Regions from separate parts of the Mus musculus genome. Here regions 1, 2, 3 and 5 are each linked to region 4. The links are chromatin contacts, called in public Hi-C and HiChIP or PLAC-seq maps. All regions are on one chromosome and are shown on one strand. The core of a region is the stretch at or near the end of the contact, and the rest is flanking DNA. Distances in the headings are between cores, read along the strand shown. Region 1 overlaps Myocd (myocardin). Region 2 holds the start of Myocd (myocardin). Region 3 has its middle 16 kb from the start of Gm12295. Region 4 overlaps Gm40026 (a long non-coding RNA gene). Region 5 has its middle 71 kb from the start of Gm12295.

Region 1 (2,700 bases), core at 140-2,639, 460 kb before region 4:
GAGTTTGAGATCAGTCCTGCCAGGAGAGTCTTGGCTAAGTGTGGGATCTCAATTTACTTTATGTGAGTCAATTTACCTTATGCCTGAGACAGAGGCATATCTACTTGCTTACAAGGTAACTTGAAAGCTAACATTGTGAGGAGTTTTCAATGTTTCTAAGACCCACAAGTCCCTGCGCTGAATAGGTTGAGAAGAGACAACAAGAAACTACATCACCAGGTAAGCTGCTGCTGGTGGCATACACTGTAAACCCATCACTCAGCCTGAGCCAAGGGTTGAGCTTGAGACCAGGCTATTCTATATAGTGAGACACTGTCTCACGGTAAAACCAGCAGCAGACAGAGTGAGGGGCTGGAAGCAACACCAGCTACAGCAGTAACAATGTGAAATGTAAGACGGTCAGGCAGGCCAGTCTGTTTTACCTGGATTGTGTCCAGAGGAGCCTCAGTGGATTTGATGTCTGGGGTGGATCCTGTAGAGCCCTGGGGGTCCTCGCTCCTAGCCTGATCTGGAGAGAGCCCATCTCTACTGCTGTCATCCTCAAAGGCGAATGCATCTGCTGCCTTGGAGAGGCTCACCTCAGTACCTGAGTGAGAGAAAACCAAGGTGGAATCAATGACTTGGAGCGTCCCAGTGCTGTTCAGAAATGCTGCTAAGTGAAGTGTCGCCCCTATGCTAGAACACGCATTTTGCTCCCCCAGTGCAGCACAAGTTCAGGGAAGAGTGAAAATATATTTTAAACGATCAAATTTTCTACACAAGAACTTCAAAGCGCATCATCATTCACTAAACTTTATTTCCAGGCTGAGTCATTTCTCAGCGCTTTCTATGGAACCTGTGTCCTTTTGAAAATAAATCAGGAAAAGGGAAAGGAATGGACGTGCTGTGAAGCCACGGGAAGATAATGCAGAGTGACTGCCCCTCTCCTTTGGGCTTTCCAGCATGAGAGAGAATCAACATGACAGACTGCCAGTTGCTTCATCTTCAAAGATAAAGCAGGGCACATGGCACAAAATGTTTAGCAGACTTCGCTAATACGGAGAAGGGAGGCCAGCTACTAAGTTTAAATTCCTAGATGTCAGATTTCGCTAACGTCACCGGTGTTCACGTCCGAGTGGCCACTCAACCAAAGCGTCGCTAATTAGAAAAGCCAAAAAAAGGTATCTCGGAAACTTCAACCTGACCCTGATTTTCTCAGCACATGGATTATATTCTCATGTCTGATATCTTGTGTCTTTGTAAGTCCTTTCACAGTTCCCACCATCCCCCAGATGCTTCCTCTGTCCCCTGGGTGGTCTTCTAGGGCAGCAGAGACATTGTGCTGCAAATAGAGGCCATCAGATCAGATGGGGCTATAACGTTATCCTTACCCGCTTCTCACATTTAACACCACCCATTCCCCCCGTCTAGTTTATTGTCCAAGACAATACATAATGTGCCAAAGCCACAGAGCTCTCCTGACCCCATTCTAAGCACAGCCCTTTCAAAGGAATTTCAACATTATCGGGAGCCTTTCCAGCCCCCCATTCTGCAATCACACTCACAAGAACTTTTGACTCTTACTAGGTACAGATAACAGACAGGAGCTCTCACCGTGGCCATGGCGAAGGCTGTGAGGAGTTGGGAGAAATGGAACAAATGTGGTTTGGGGCTTGTCATCGCCCCCACTGCTGGCATGTGTCACAGCCTCTCATGTGGACATCCAAGTGTCAAATCAGGAAAGAGGCCAGGCAAGGACACAGCAAGTGGAAACTTCAGTGATTAGCTCAATGGAAAGCCTGCTAACCAGCTTAGATGCTGGGACATCTGCTCTATGGGTCAATGTGTAGAAGTCATTATTGCTGTTATAACTATCAAAGAGGAAGTTCGTGATAAAAATTTATGTAGCATAAAAATACCTAATGTACATATTTCACCTCACAGTGGAAGTCAGTGGTCTCTTTTAGATTTAACTATATGGATTCAGAAAGATAAATGCAAAATGAAGTTTTAAATAGATTGGACTGGGTATAGCATACTAATCAAGAGTTGGGGGTATAGCTCAGTGATAGTGCTGGCCTAGTATGTAGAAAGCCATGGGTTCAATTCCCAACACTGAAAATCATATTTTACTCCATCCCTCTCCCCTCCCCCCATGACTATCCTCATTTAAAAAAATAATTGTATAGTGTTCCATTGTATTAGTGGGAACACTTAAAATTAATACTTGTACTTTGAGGTATATGTGTATATGTGCATGCTAGGAATTGGAGATTAAATCTGGGTAGGGTCTTTGTGCATGCTAGGAAATTGTTCTACCATTAAACAATAACCCCAACCCATTCTTACACATTTTAGCACACACACACAAAATATCCGGTGCCAAATGGTTGTCCCTGGAAACATATACACAGACTACCACAGACAGCAGATTCTATGTGTATACATATTTGAATACAGTTAGTGAAAAAAGAGGTCATGGATTTGAAGGAGGCTGGGGAAGGGTTTGGAGGGAGGAAAAGGAAGAAAGAAATATAATTAAATGTCCTCAAAAATAAAATAAAAATAGGAAATGTTAAAAAAGTGCAGAGAATTACAGAAACCATTTATTAACCTAAATAAGTAAGCATTAGTAGTTTTTCATCATTGTGTCAGAAAACTGTTTTCCTTCGGTTAGAAAAACTCACTGGATAGGGGCCAACCTTTTCACTGAAACCCAGT
Region 2 (2,700 bases), core at 74-2,573, 400 kb before region 4:
CCCATCCACACCTAAGGATCAGGAACAACTGAGGTGGTTACAGAGGCTCCTTATGGCCCATCACCCACTGTGCACAATTTCTGAGCCACTCATTTCAAGACAAACAGTTGAGTAGCTCCTTCAGAAGGACCAAGGGAATTGACAGAGTGAGTGGCACCAGCATCAGCCAGCACCTGTTACATGGAAGGCTCACACCAGAGCTATCCACCAAAATGTTCGTTCTTAGAAGGTGCCCTGCCATCATTGAATGGCCCTGTTACCACTGTTATAAAAGCAAGAATGGGCAAAGCTAGGTAGCCCTTCCAGGATGCGAACGAGGGAACACAATCCTGCGTCTTCTGTAGGCCCCCACGTACCCTTTCCTTATACTCACCTCTCCTGAGTGTCCCTCCAGAAGTTTCTCTGTGTGCCACTAACACAACAATTTTAGGGAAAATTGTCCATTTATAAATATCAGATGGTTTGGGAAAAAATATTTGTGGCGCTGGTTTTTTTCCCCCATGGTGATGTCATTTAAAAATTCTTGGTGTGCTCCAAATTCGCTATTTTTACTTCCTCCAAGTGACTTTTTTGGGAAATACATTTGTTTGGATTAGCTACATGTTAAGTGACCCCTAGACGTCTCACAGTCCTAGGCACATTGTCTCAGCGGTTGTAACTGATAACGCGCCCACTCTATAACTTCAGATCCTGGAGTTGCCCATTTCAACACAGTTCCTTTTGGGTCGTCCCCTTAAAAATGTCTATTTACCGATAAAGGAAAATATAGTAAAATAAAGTAAAACATTGGATTATTCGTAAACAAAACTCAAACTTAACACAGGTCAAAGGGAAGACATTTGAAGGCATTCAGTCAAACACAGTGTTCATTTTGGGGAAACAGAGGGAAGGCCGCCACCTCAGGCCCGAAGCATTCATTGTAAAGCAGTTGAGTGGTAGAGATGAAAAGTTTAAGGAGTGCTGAACGCCTTACTCTACCTGATCGGAACTTCCTTCTAATCAGCAAAGAGTGTTCAGACCCCAGGAGTGTCATGGTGAGTCTCAGCAAGCCGCTGGTCGTTGGCCAGGCGCCCCGCTTTCCACCAGAAACTGGCTCCCGGGAGCCCAGAGGACAGCAGCTAACAACCCAGAATTCATCCAACTCTTGGGGAGCTCCCTTGGGTAGGAGGACGCACAGTGGCCGCCAGTGTCCCCAGAAAACTGGCGCCTCCCCCCTCGCCGCTCGCGAGGCTAATTAACTCCCAGCAGGCAGGACCCTCCTCCTCTGAGGGTGGCCGGGAACAGCCGCATCCTAGGCGTTCCTGGCTGATGTCATAGGCTGCCAGCGGTCGCGGAGTACCGCCACCACGCCTTTATGAAGGTCCCAAGTTTGCTATCTGATCCTCTTTACTACTGACAGGAGATCAGCCAATCAGGAGCGGTGAGCGGGGCCTGGGGACCAGACGCGGCCCCAGGAGTCTTAACAGCCGGCTCTTAACTCTTTGCAGAATAGTGCGCCAAGGCTGCTTGCCCAGGCGGGAGTCTCTGCACTGGCACCCCTAAATCGGATGCCCGAAGGCTGCAGGCGGCGCCCGGCGTGCAGGTGGCGCCTGGCGACGGTAGGAGTGTATCTGCTTGTCCTAGGTGTGCATGTCCCTGGTGTCCCCAGCTTACTGCAGGGCTCTGGAAGGTACATCTCCAGAACGCGCTGGAGCCTGGGCCAAGAAGCTGGGTTGGCTTGCAACTCCCGGGAGCACCCGCTTCCCCTCTGTATCCGAGCGGTGGTGCTTCAGGAGACCGATGCCTGGAGCAGCTACTGAGCGGCTGAAGAAGTGGCAGAAAGTCTTTCCCTGTGGTTGGATGTTCTCTTTGGATTCACAAAAAGTTTGTGTCTGGGGACTGAGCCCAGAGTGCGATTGGTGCAAAAGTTGAGCGTACTATTGAGCACTCAACAGGGTAGGATTCGGTGGCCTGGGCAAGCCAGATCGGAAAAGTGCAGAGGTTTTTCACGTCCCTTTCATAGTGGGAAAGGGACCCAAAGAGGCGCTGAGGATGCGCGTCTCTGGGGTGCCTGGGGTGACAGGGTCCCACGTGCATCATTAAGTACAACACATGTTCTAAGACAAAGATTTAGATAGTTGGAAAAAAAACATTGAACTGCATACATACAACACACAATTTGCCACTATTTGCAACTTTATATGCACGTGAGCTCCCAGATACAATTCTTTACATCTCCCCTTTTGTCTCAAAGCTGTGAATTCTTGAAGAGAATGACAATGACAGGTGGAGGCCTAATGTAACAATATCTGTTAGGGACTAATCTCTGCCCTGATCCGGGGTCTTCTGCCTCTATCAACTGTTGCTGAAGACACCCTAGGGTGCCCAGACCTTCCTTTTTCCCATTCTCTGGGTTGCACCAATGCACTTGAATCTTGGAATTCGTTTTCTGAGATAGGTAATGCTCCTCCTCACTAAATCAGAGAGGAGGTGGAGCCCTGCTACTCAACTTCCTCTTGTGAATAGGGTTGGGCAGTACGAGCCTACAACAGGCTGCCTCCTGTGGTAGCCTGGCAGTGGTTGTGCATTCCACAAGCAGTGCTGAACTGGGCTGTTCCTGTGGGAACAGATCACAGCCGCTTTAATGGCTTACATCAATCCCGATTCATTACCTTGCAGGTTTGAAGGCTGGGAGTCAGAAACTGGTCTCACTGAGTTAAA
Region 3 (2,700 bases), core at 201-2,700, 360 kb before region 4:
ACACACACACACACACACACACACCCCTAAATTGAAAAATCTAGAGCCAGCTGAAGAACTGTAAAATAGCTTCCTGCCCTGCCTACAGTTTCTTTCTAAGGTGACTCTGAAAATATTTTCAGGGTCTCCCTTTTAAAACCTAACACAGGCAGCTCCTCTTCTCTGCAAGGGTTCTCCTGCCTTGCAGTTCAGGCTGTCTTTGGAACTTCCTTCAGTACGTATCTTTGGAGAGTACTTCTGAGTGAGGTTTCTGGGACAGCCGGTGAAGAAGGAAGGCACCCTCTCATTCTTATAGAATGTTTTAGTTGACAGAATTTATACACATGGTATTTTGAAACACTTGCATGTGTCCAATGGCTTAATTCCTCTCACAGCATGCACTGATTTCTGTGGAGAGAGGACTGTGGGCCTACACTCAGTAATCTTAGGTACAATGCGCCATTGTCTGTATTGTGTACCACGAATCTCTTGAACTTTTTCTTCTCTCTCCTCTCACAGACATCTCTCCAAATCTCTTAGCCCTGCTTCCACCATCCCTTCTGTTTTGATGAATCTGCCATCTTTAGATCCCATGTAGCCATGAGCACATTGCACAATTTATTTTAGCAGGTCAGGATGACTTCACGAAACTGCTGTCCTCAGGTTCATCCCATGGCTGCAAATGAAAGAATTTCTTTCTCTCTCATGGCTGAACTTCGTTTTTATAGAGATTCAGTTCAGGGGACTGGGTGAATCAGGGGCCCAGGCATATCACATCACAGTCAATCTGTCAAGACCTGTTTGGGAAAACCCAGACAACAGACGAGCTTAAGGCCTAGATAGGGGGAAACTTTAAAAAGTATAAACTCTGTTTGTTTCACAACTCGTATTTATTTGTGTGTAGCCATGCACACGCACTGTGACATGCTGGTGCAGGTCAGAGGACAACTTGCTGGTTCTCCACTCTGTGGGTCCTGAGAATTAAATTCAGCTCATTAGTTATGGCAGTCAGTGCTCTGACTCCCTGGGCCATCTTGCTTGCCCTCTATCCCATAACTTCTAATGAGTAAAAATTAATAAAGGGAGTTTTGATGCAAGAAATAAAAAACAAATCTCAGTTAGTCATCCCAGCCAACAGGTCTGTTTCTGTGTTTTATCTCTACCCATCTATTTTTTTTCCCATTCATTTCAGCAATACTCACGCACAGTAGGCACTTTCCACACTATGCAGGGTGTGGATACAAGGGGTCTTCCATATGTATTGAGTTAGGGCCATTTGTCCCTCAATCTCCTTTCATGCATTTCAGGTCCCTCTTAAGCCACAGAGCATAGGGCCCACTTAAGATGCCATCTAGCTAGCTGCCATTTGGTCTCACCAGATGCTCTGTCCCTGGTTGACATTGTTCAGCAGCTCTCATGCCTGTGTCACTTCCCCTGAGAAACAGGAGAGATAAGGCAGGCTCTCGTGTATTTGCTTGGCTCTGAGCGGACTGTACAGCACCATTTGGGAACCCTCTTCTCTTATCACTGTCAAGGGTGTCAGCTGTCCAGAAAACTGCGAGCAGAAAATAACATTGAGATAGGCTAAATGCACAGGGCCACCATGAACCCTGTTAGAGGGGGTGGGGGGGAGGGTGCAGCACCCTCTGCTGTCACAGAGTAGGCAGAAATTCACCCTGTTCTGCACTTTCTCTTGAGTGTTGTCATTGCAAAGCCAGAAGGACCCACATTCTGAATACACACTTAGAGAGCTCAGCTCCTGTCCCTTATTGCTCATAAAGGAGATGGATCTCGTTTTGTGCTAATGAGCACCAGAAAGGGGCAGCAATGCATATTTTGGGAACCTTGTGTCCCTCATACATTCCTTGAGGCCCTGGCTTGAGAAAGGAGTCCTCCTCAAGGTCACTCCTTTGAAGGTCATATGTACATCTTTGTTTGCAACTCCACTTCCTGGACTGTTGGCACCTATAGAATTTTTTCTTTTTTTTTGGAAGTTTCTTCCTCTATATCTTGGCAGGCTCTGTCCCCAGTTCCATTCCGCAGGGTCTTCTTGACACTTTTATTTATTGCTGCCCACCCTTACAACCCTACGAATTCCTGCCGTCCAGTGTGGTCCACACTGCACCTGCATGCTGCTAAGCACTGAGCATGTCCAGTGCTGTGCAAACAAGGGAGTCAAATATGAAAAGTTTTGAACTGCAGTTCGTACAAATGTCAAGACCACAGCATTGTCCTGTGGAGGGATTTGCTTGATCATTTCACAGATCTTTGACTATTTAACACTCAAACTCAGATATGCTGAAATTAAAATTTTACTCTTTAAAGTGATTGTGTGTGTGTGTGTATTCGAATGTGTGTGTTTGAGTGAACCCTGGCTATCCTCCCATCTCTGTCTTCCTAATGCTTAGATTGACAAAAACACCCACACATCACCACGTCCAGATTTTTATGTGGTGCAGGGGTCAAGTCAGGGCCTTCATGCTTACATAATGACACTTAACTGACTGAGCTATCTTACCATCTGTCTTAGTCAGGGTTTCTATTCCTGTACAAAACATCATGGGCAAGAAGCAAGTTGGGGAGGAAAGGGTTTATTCAGCTTACACTTCCACATTGCTGTTCATCACCAAAGGAAGTCGGGACAGGAAGTCACACAGGGCAGGAACTTGGAGGCAGGAGTGGATACAGAAGCCATGAAGGATTGTTGCTTACTGGATTGTT
Region 4 (2,700 bases), core at 60-2,559:
AACTCCAGAGTTATGGATCCACTGTCCTATCCTGGCCTGGGGGAGGGGGAGATCTACACTGCTGTGTACATATCCACACACATACTCGAAAATAAAATAAATATTAAAAAAAAAAAACAACAACAGAAGCCGTGATGACCAGGTCCAGTATCTTACAAGGGCAAACTGAGTAGAAAGAAAAGAGGCAGTAAGATTATGAGTTCAAGGTTAGTCTCAAATAAATAGCAAAATATTGTCTCAAAATAAGAAGGAGGAGGGAGAGGAAGAGGAAGAAGAGGAGGAGGAGGAAGAGAAACTAGTTATGGGTCAGATAGGTACAGCTAGACAAGGAATAATAATTTTAATTAAAAACTTAAATAAAACATGATTTTAAAAAGTAATTACAATCATCAGAAATATGTATGACCAACAGGTATTTGATAAAGTTGGGAAAGAATCTGATGGGGAGATGAGAGTCTTTTTAATCATTGCTAATCGAACAAGCAAATACCCACACACAAATCAATTCATAACAGACCACACAGCTAAAGGTAAAAACTAAAATTAGGAAACTTTATCCCAAAACTTTTTGGTTTGTCCCTCTTTCAGTCAACCCCACCCTTACAGCCAGACAACCAAGGATCTGTCACAGCAATTTAGTTTTCATTCTGACTTGTTTTAGAATGTTACATAAAACAATAGCACACATTTATTCTTTTACTTCGGGCTTCTTTCGCTTAGCACCAGGCCTTTGAGATCCATCGGTGACCTCTGTTGCCTAGTTGTATTCCGGCTGTGAATGGAATGTTAGGCTGATGAACTTGAGCTCACTGTAAACTTGGACCCCCTTGAGAAAGGCTGTGAACATTGGAACCCAGGCCTTCAGTTAGGTGAAAATACCTGTTCAGGAGAAAGGCAAGTGCTTAACTTCATAAAGACCTGGCCAGCTGTTTCCCAAAGGAATCTATGATTTCACACCCTGAGCCAAACCAGAAAGAAGTACGGTGATAAGAGACCCATGAGCTAGCTAGTTCTAGATATGCAATACACAAAATCTGAAGAAACATATATTTTGATACCAAACAAAAGAACAATCTTCAGCTAGTTCCTGGCAGAGGAAGAACTGGCACAGAGAGAGTTTAGTGCCCATGGGCAGAGCCCTAACTCGTTGGCATCATTCCAAGCCATCTTCCAGGCAGGAGATGATTATTTTCTTCCGTTGCAAGTTCACATTCCTCCCTCGTGCTCCCAGCCTCCGATAGAGAGTGGCAAATATTTAGGAGAGGGAAGGCTAGAGACCATTCTGTACTTGGACCAAGGCCCCCAACCTCAAGTGTTTCCATTTTTATGTGCATACTTGATTCATACTGCCGTCATTTATTTAACTTTGTCAGCCTGGGGATTGGTCATAAGGAAATGCAGCATTTCCATAAAATGCTGGAGATCCAACTAGTGAGCATGGGGCCTAGGAGAGGAGGGCTGCCTGCAATTACTGCATGGTTCCTGTCAGCCTCATGGCCACACAGACCCCAGGTATACAGAGCCCAATCAACAGAGGAACGAGGGTAAAACTGGTTTGTTTGTTTTTTTCCTCTTCTACTATCTGAATTTTTTTTAATTAGATATTTTCTTTATTTACATTTCAAATGTTATCCCCTTCCTAGTTTCCCCTCCAAAAATCCCCTATCCCCTCCCCCTTCCCACTGCTCCCCAACCCACCCACTCCCACTTCCTGGCCCTTGCATCCCCCTATACTGGGGCATAGAACCTTCACAGGACCAAGGACCTCTCCTCCCATTGATGATCGACTAGGCCACCCTCTACTACATATGCAGCTAGAGACACAAGTCCCACTATGTGTTTTCTTTGATTGGTGGTTTAGACCCAGGGAGCTTTGGGGATACTGAGGGTAACACTGTTAAGGGGATGATCTGAAGGTCTAGTGTGCTATTCCCCACACTTAGTGATTAAGGGGCCAGTTGAACAAAGGGTTTCAAGGACAAGTTTAGGCTCCCAGAGTCTGGAGCAAGTGTCTCTGAGCTACATCCTCCAGAACCCAAAGTTCCTGATGAAGTGAAGCCCAGATGCTCTTGGCTACAAGGGAGTCATGCAGCATCAACCTAGCCCCTCTTCCTCCTATGAAAGCAACCCTGCTTCTGAGTGTCTCGTAGATGGGCAGCTGTCTGCATCTGTAAGCTCCAGTGAGTGAATCTGGTCAGCCGCAAGTTACAAATCTTAAGGCCAAGCATGGTCGGATGCACCTGCAATTCCAGATGTTGATGCAATAGGATCACACACATTCCCCCAGACACTGTCTCAAAATAAAATTTAAAAGGTCTGTGGAGGACTGCCTAGAATCCATAGAGTCCTGGATTCAGGTCTCTTCACTACAAACATTTACAGAGAAAACTATATGGTCTCTATATCCAAATACATGCTTATTTCCTTGCCCTTGTTGCATAAATAATAGCAGCTGTATACACAGCATTGCATAATGCTGGGGGTTATGAGACAGCTAGAGGGGATTTCAAGTCTATGGAAAATTGCATGGGTTATATGCAGATACTGCACACAGGGAACTTGAGCATCTGCAGAGTATGGCATCCTGGAGTGAAGGGGCTCCAAATCTTCTGAGGACACTAAAGGACAACTAACAGTCAGAATTACACGAGACTTTTTAAAAAGCCCTTCTTCTCCTCTAAAAGCAGCCAGAGTCAGATG
Region 5 (2,700 bases), core at 134-2,633, 310 kb before region 4:
TGTACGCAATGCACCCATATATTAATAAGTAAGTTGAGAATAACAATTAATTAATTAGTGATAAATTAATAAATGAGTAAAATTAATAACCAATAAGTAACAACAGAAGTATATGATGAAATAAAAATAAAAAAGATAAAATAATAGAAAGAAAATGATAAATATAAACAATAAAGAATAAATGTAAATGATAAAATAAAAAACATAATAAAATAATAACAATAAACAATAATAGAAGAATAATAGTAAATTATTACAATAATAAATAAAAAATAAATAATGGGTGAATGAATAATTAAAATTAACAGGACATGGTGATGTCATGGTGATGGAGAAAAATTATTTGACAAGACTCCTCATTCACCTGTGATGTAACTCTCAGCAAACTAGAAATGGAAGATGCATCATCAATGTGATGTGACAAGAACATCTAAAAACACCCGGGCAGGGAGCATCACAATGGGGTGGGAAGACATCCCATTGCTCCCCTACAAACCCCAAACACACAAAATGAGCTCTCCTATTCTCATACTCCGTCAGATTCCACGCCCCAGCCAGTGCAACAGAAACCACCGCAGGAGAAAGCCGTGTGCAAGCTCTGAAGATTTTTCTCTTGTGGAAGGAAATCTCACAAGGTGGTCTTTATGCAGAAGAACGTGATGCAGTGACAAGGACAGCAAGTTTTCAGAGACATAGCACAATAAAATGCCATGTCATGAAGGGTCCATGCCTTTAATGCCAGCACAGCACTTGGGAGGCAGAGGCAGAGAGGCAGAGAGGCAGAGAGGCAGAGAGGCAGAGAGGCAGAGAGGCAGAGAGGCAGAGAGGCAGAGAGGCAGAGAGGCAGAGAGGCAGAGAGGCAGAGAGGCAGAGAGGCAGAGAGGCAGAGAGGCAGAGAGGCAGAGAGGCAGAGAGGCAGAGAGAGAGGCAGAGGCAGGTGTATCTCTGAGTTTAAGGCTAGCCTGGTCTACAGAGTGAGTTCCAGGATAGCCAGGGCTACACAGAGAAACCCCGTCTCAAACCACTCCTTCCCCCAAAAAAACATAAACAGAAAAAGCAATAAAAACCCTTATTTTATTTTTAGTCAGTATAAAGAAAGAAGAAAAGGGTTCAGCTCTTTTGGTTAGGCTTGATGGACAAAGTGCTTAGTGTGGCTTGGAGCTTACATTTTTATACTTTGCCTAAATCTTTTAAAGTGCCACGCCATGGCAACAGCAGTGTTGTGCCTTTTTCTGTTTGAGTAAACGTAAAAGTTCTATTTTTGACAGGAAAACAAAGATGAAGTGCAAAGCCACGCTTATCTGCAGCTCGCCTCTAAGTGTGTTCGGAGGATGCTCAGCGTTGGCACGGAAGCTGGCGGATCTGGAGGCTGAGATCTTGTTCTTTTTCTGGATGGAATTCTGGCCCCTTTGATGACTGTGTAACCTTGGACAAGTTTCCTGACCTCTCTGCCTTGCAGTTTCCAAAGCAGAAACTGCAATCAGCATCCTGCCACAGATCAGACCTACTACGGCATCAAAGCAGATCAGACCTATTGCAGCACACAGGTTGCCAGAGCAACAGAAGAGAGAGCTGAGGTGACAGGCTGAGAAGTCCAACATAGGCAGGGTAATAAATCTTAGTAGTCACTAATGGTCATGTGCTGAGACACCACCGAATCCAGAGACATGACCCCCAGAGAGAGACTGGGGAACATAATCAAAAATTATATTTTGAAAATCCATAGTTGAGCCAGTAAGGTGGCTCTATATGTAAAGGTGCTTCTGACACAACCCTGGTGACCTGATTTTGATTCTTGGAATCCAAAGGACACTCCACGTCGTTGACCTCTGATCTCTACATGTGTGCCATGGTGCACAAAACTACGTACACATTGTGTGCAGCACACAATAATAAACAAACAAACAAACAAACAATCAAACAAAAGGAGATTCATAGTCATGTTAGGCCAGTACGTATGCTATTTCCTGCTCATAGGACTATATCAATAGGAAAAAGAAGTATAGATAGATGTAGAGAATACAGATTTCTAGTGACAGCAAGCACAAGCTGTAAGAGGGCTGCTATAACTCTCAAACCCACACCTTCCACCTCCCTAAAGGCGGATAGCCTTTCTGTGGCAGGATGCTGATTGCAGGCACTGATGGTCAACTTCCCTAGGAACAAAAGTTCGATAATACGGAGTCTGAGAACCAAGAAAACATTTTATAAACCCTCTAGATTATAAAAAAAAAAAGAAAGAAAAAACCACTGCCCCTAGACCTCACAGAATAGATAATAAGCAGTTTGAGTTGTTTGATGGGCTAAACCCCTTCGTGAAAGCATTGGACAATGAGATTTCTCTTGTTCTTTTAAGGCAATGACCTTACAAACTTTTTGTTTCCGTCAGTCAAAATGTATATTCTTAGAAATTGCCTCCACATTTGAAGGTTTGGTCTATAGATCGTGGTGCTTTCCAGGGAAGGTCAGTTAGTGGGCCTTGCTGAGGTCTGTCACGGGGACCAGTTTCGAGAACTAGAAGGCCTTACCCACCTCCAGTTTGCTCTCTCTGCTTTGTGCCTGGAGCAGAAGATGTGAGCTTTCAACTCCTGCTCAAGTCTCCATTCCCACCCACGGCCTTATCTCCCCACCTATGGATACCTCTGGAGCTGTAAGAGCCAATAAGCCATTCCTCTGGTGAATCACTGTGGCTATTACATT

What was found. A called contact is a pair of places that touch in the nucleus more often than the background predicts. HiChIP or PLAC-seq counts read pairs in DNA pulled down with a chosen protein or histone mark.
Region 1: an H3K27ac HiChIP or PLAC-seq map of heart atrium shows a contact between it and region 4, with 15 times the contacts expected there. The contact joins two enhancer-like sites. A contact is called at or near these places in 3 of 39 promoter capture datasets (the 3T3-L1 cell line, hippocampal neurons and liver), 4 of 15 datasets of contacts at CTCF or cohesin (the NIH/3T3 cell line, embryonic stem cells, hippocampal excitatory neurons and 1 more), 153 of 484 Hi-C or Micro-C datasets (the 3T3-L1 cell line, 3T3-L1-derived adipocytes, the AML12 cell line and 80 more), 11 of 115 datasets of contacts at active chromatin or transcription factors (the HL-1 cell line, PVALB interneurons, astrocytes and 8 more) and 2 of 9 other capture datasets (embryonic tail and embryonic trunk).
Region 2: a contact with region 4 is called in a Hi-C map of tail fibroblasts, with 6 times the contacts expected there. The contact joins the promoter of Myocd here to the enhancer-like site in region 4. A contact is called at or near these places in 11 of 39 promoter capture datasets (the 3T3-L1 cell line, embryonic stem cells, frontonasal cranial neural crest and 5 more), 1 of 15 datasets of contacts at CTCF or cohesin (hippocampal excitatory neurons), 65 of 484 Hi-C or Micro-C datasets (the 3T3-L1 cell line, 3T3-L1-derived adipocytes, the AML12 cell line and 35 more), 9 of 115 datasets of contacts at active chromatin or transcription factors (astrocytes, cardiomyocytes, embryonic basal ganglia and 6 more) and 2 of 9 other capture datasets (embryonic trunk and pancreatic islet).
Region 3: an H3K27ac HiChIP or PLAC-seq map of heart atrium shows a contact between it and region 4, with 9 times the contacts expected there. The contact joins two enhancer-like sites. A contact is called at or near these places in 2 of 115 datasets of contacts at active chromatin or transcription factors (cardiomyocytes and heart atrium) and 1 of 9 other capture datasets (embryonic tail).
Region 5: a contact with region 4 is called in an H3K27ac HiChIP or PLAC-seq map of heart atrium, with 6 read pairs. The contact joins two enhancer-like sites. A contact is called at or near these places in 8 of 484 Hi-C or Micro-C datasets (the HL-1 cell line, cardiomyocytes, cerebral cortex and 2 more) and 2 of 115 datasets of contacts at active chromatin or transcription factors (cardiomyocytes and heart atrium).

The regions. Positions count from the first base shown.
Region 1 is chr11:65,203,837-65,206,536 of GRCm38.p6, forward strand. It overlaps Myocd (myocardin), which reads right to left. Exons shown (of 13, transcript NM_146386.3): 6 at 423-586. Among named protein-coding and RNA genes, the nearest start is that of Arhgap44, 42 kb to the left of the region's middle. Within about 2 kb of position 1,390, at least 7 of the 459 cell types and tissues checked have an H3K27ac peak or open chromatin away from gene starts, as enhancers often do. A contact at or near this core is called in heart atrium, where this site is marked.
Region 2 is chr11:65,268,666-65,271,365 of GRCm38.p6, forward strand. It overlaps Myocd (myocardin), which reads right to left and starts at 1,324. Exons shown (of 13, transcript NM_146386.3): 1 at 979-1,324. The coding sequence starts at 1,033. It overlaps Gm30586 (a long non-coding RNA gene), which reads left to right and starts at 1,260. Exons shown (of 3, transcript XR_001780238.2): 1 at 1,260-1,598.
Region 3 is chr11:65,302,526-65,305,225 of GRCm38.p6, forward strand. No RefSeq gene overlaps it. Among named protein-coding and RNA genes, the nearest start is that of Gm12295, 16 kb to the left of the region's middle. Within about 2 kb of position 1,451, at least 15 of the 459 cell types and tissues checked have an H3K27ac peak or open chromatin away from gene starts, as enhancers often do. A contact at or near this core is called in heart atrium, where this site is marked.
Region 4 is chr11:65,666,327-65,669,026 of GRCm38.p6, forward strand. All of the region lies in intron 2 of Gm40026 (a long non-coding RNA gene), which reads left to right. Among named protein-coding and RNA genes, the nearest start is that of Gm30786, 7.3 kb to the left of the region's middle. Within about 2 kb of position 1,310, at least 7 of the 459 cell types and tissues checked have an H3K27ac peak or open chromatin away from gene starts, as enhancers often do. A contact at or near this core is called in heart atrium and tail fibroblasts, where this site is marked.
Region 5 is chr11:65,357,703-65,360,402 of GRCm38.p6, forward strand. No RefSeq gene overlaps it. Among named protein-coding and RNA genes, the nearest start is that of Gm12295, 71 kb to the left of the region's middle. Within about 2 kb of position 1,384, at least 4 of the 459 cell types and tissues checked have an H3K27ac peak or open chromatin away from gene starts, as enhancers often do. A contact at or near this core is called in heart atrium, where this site is marked.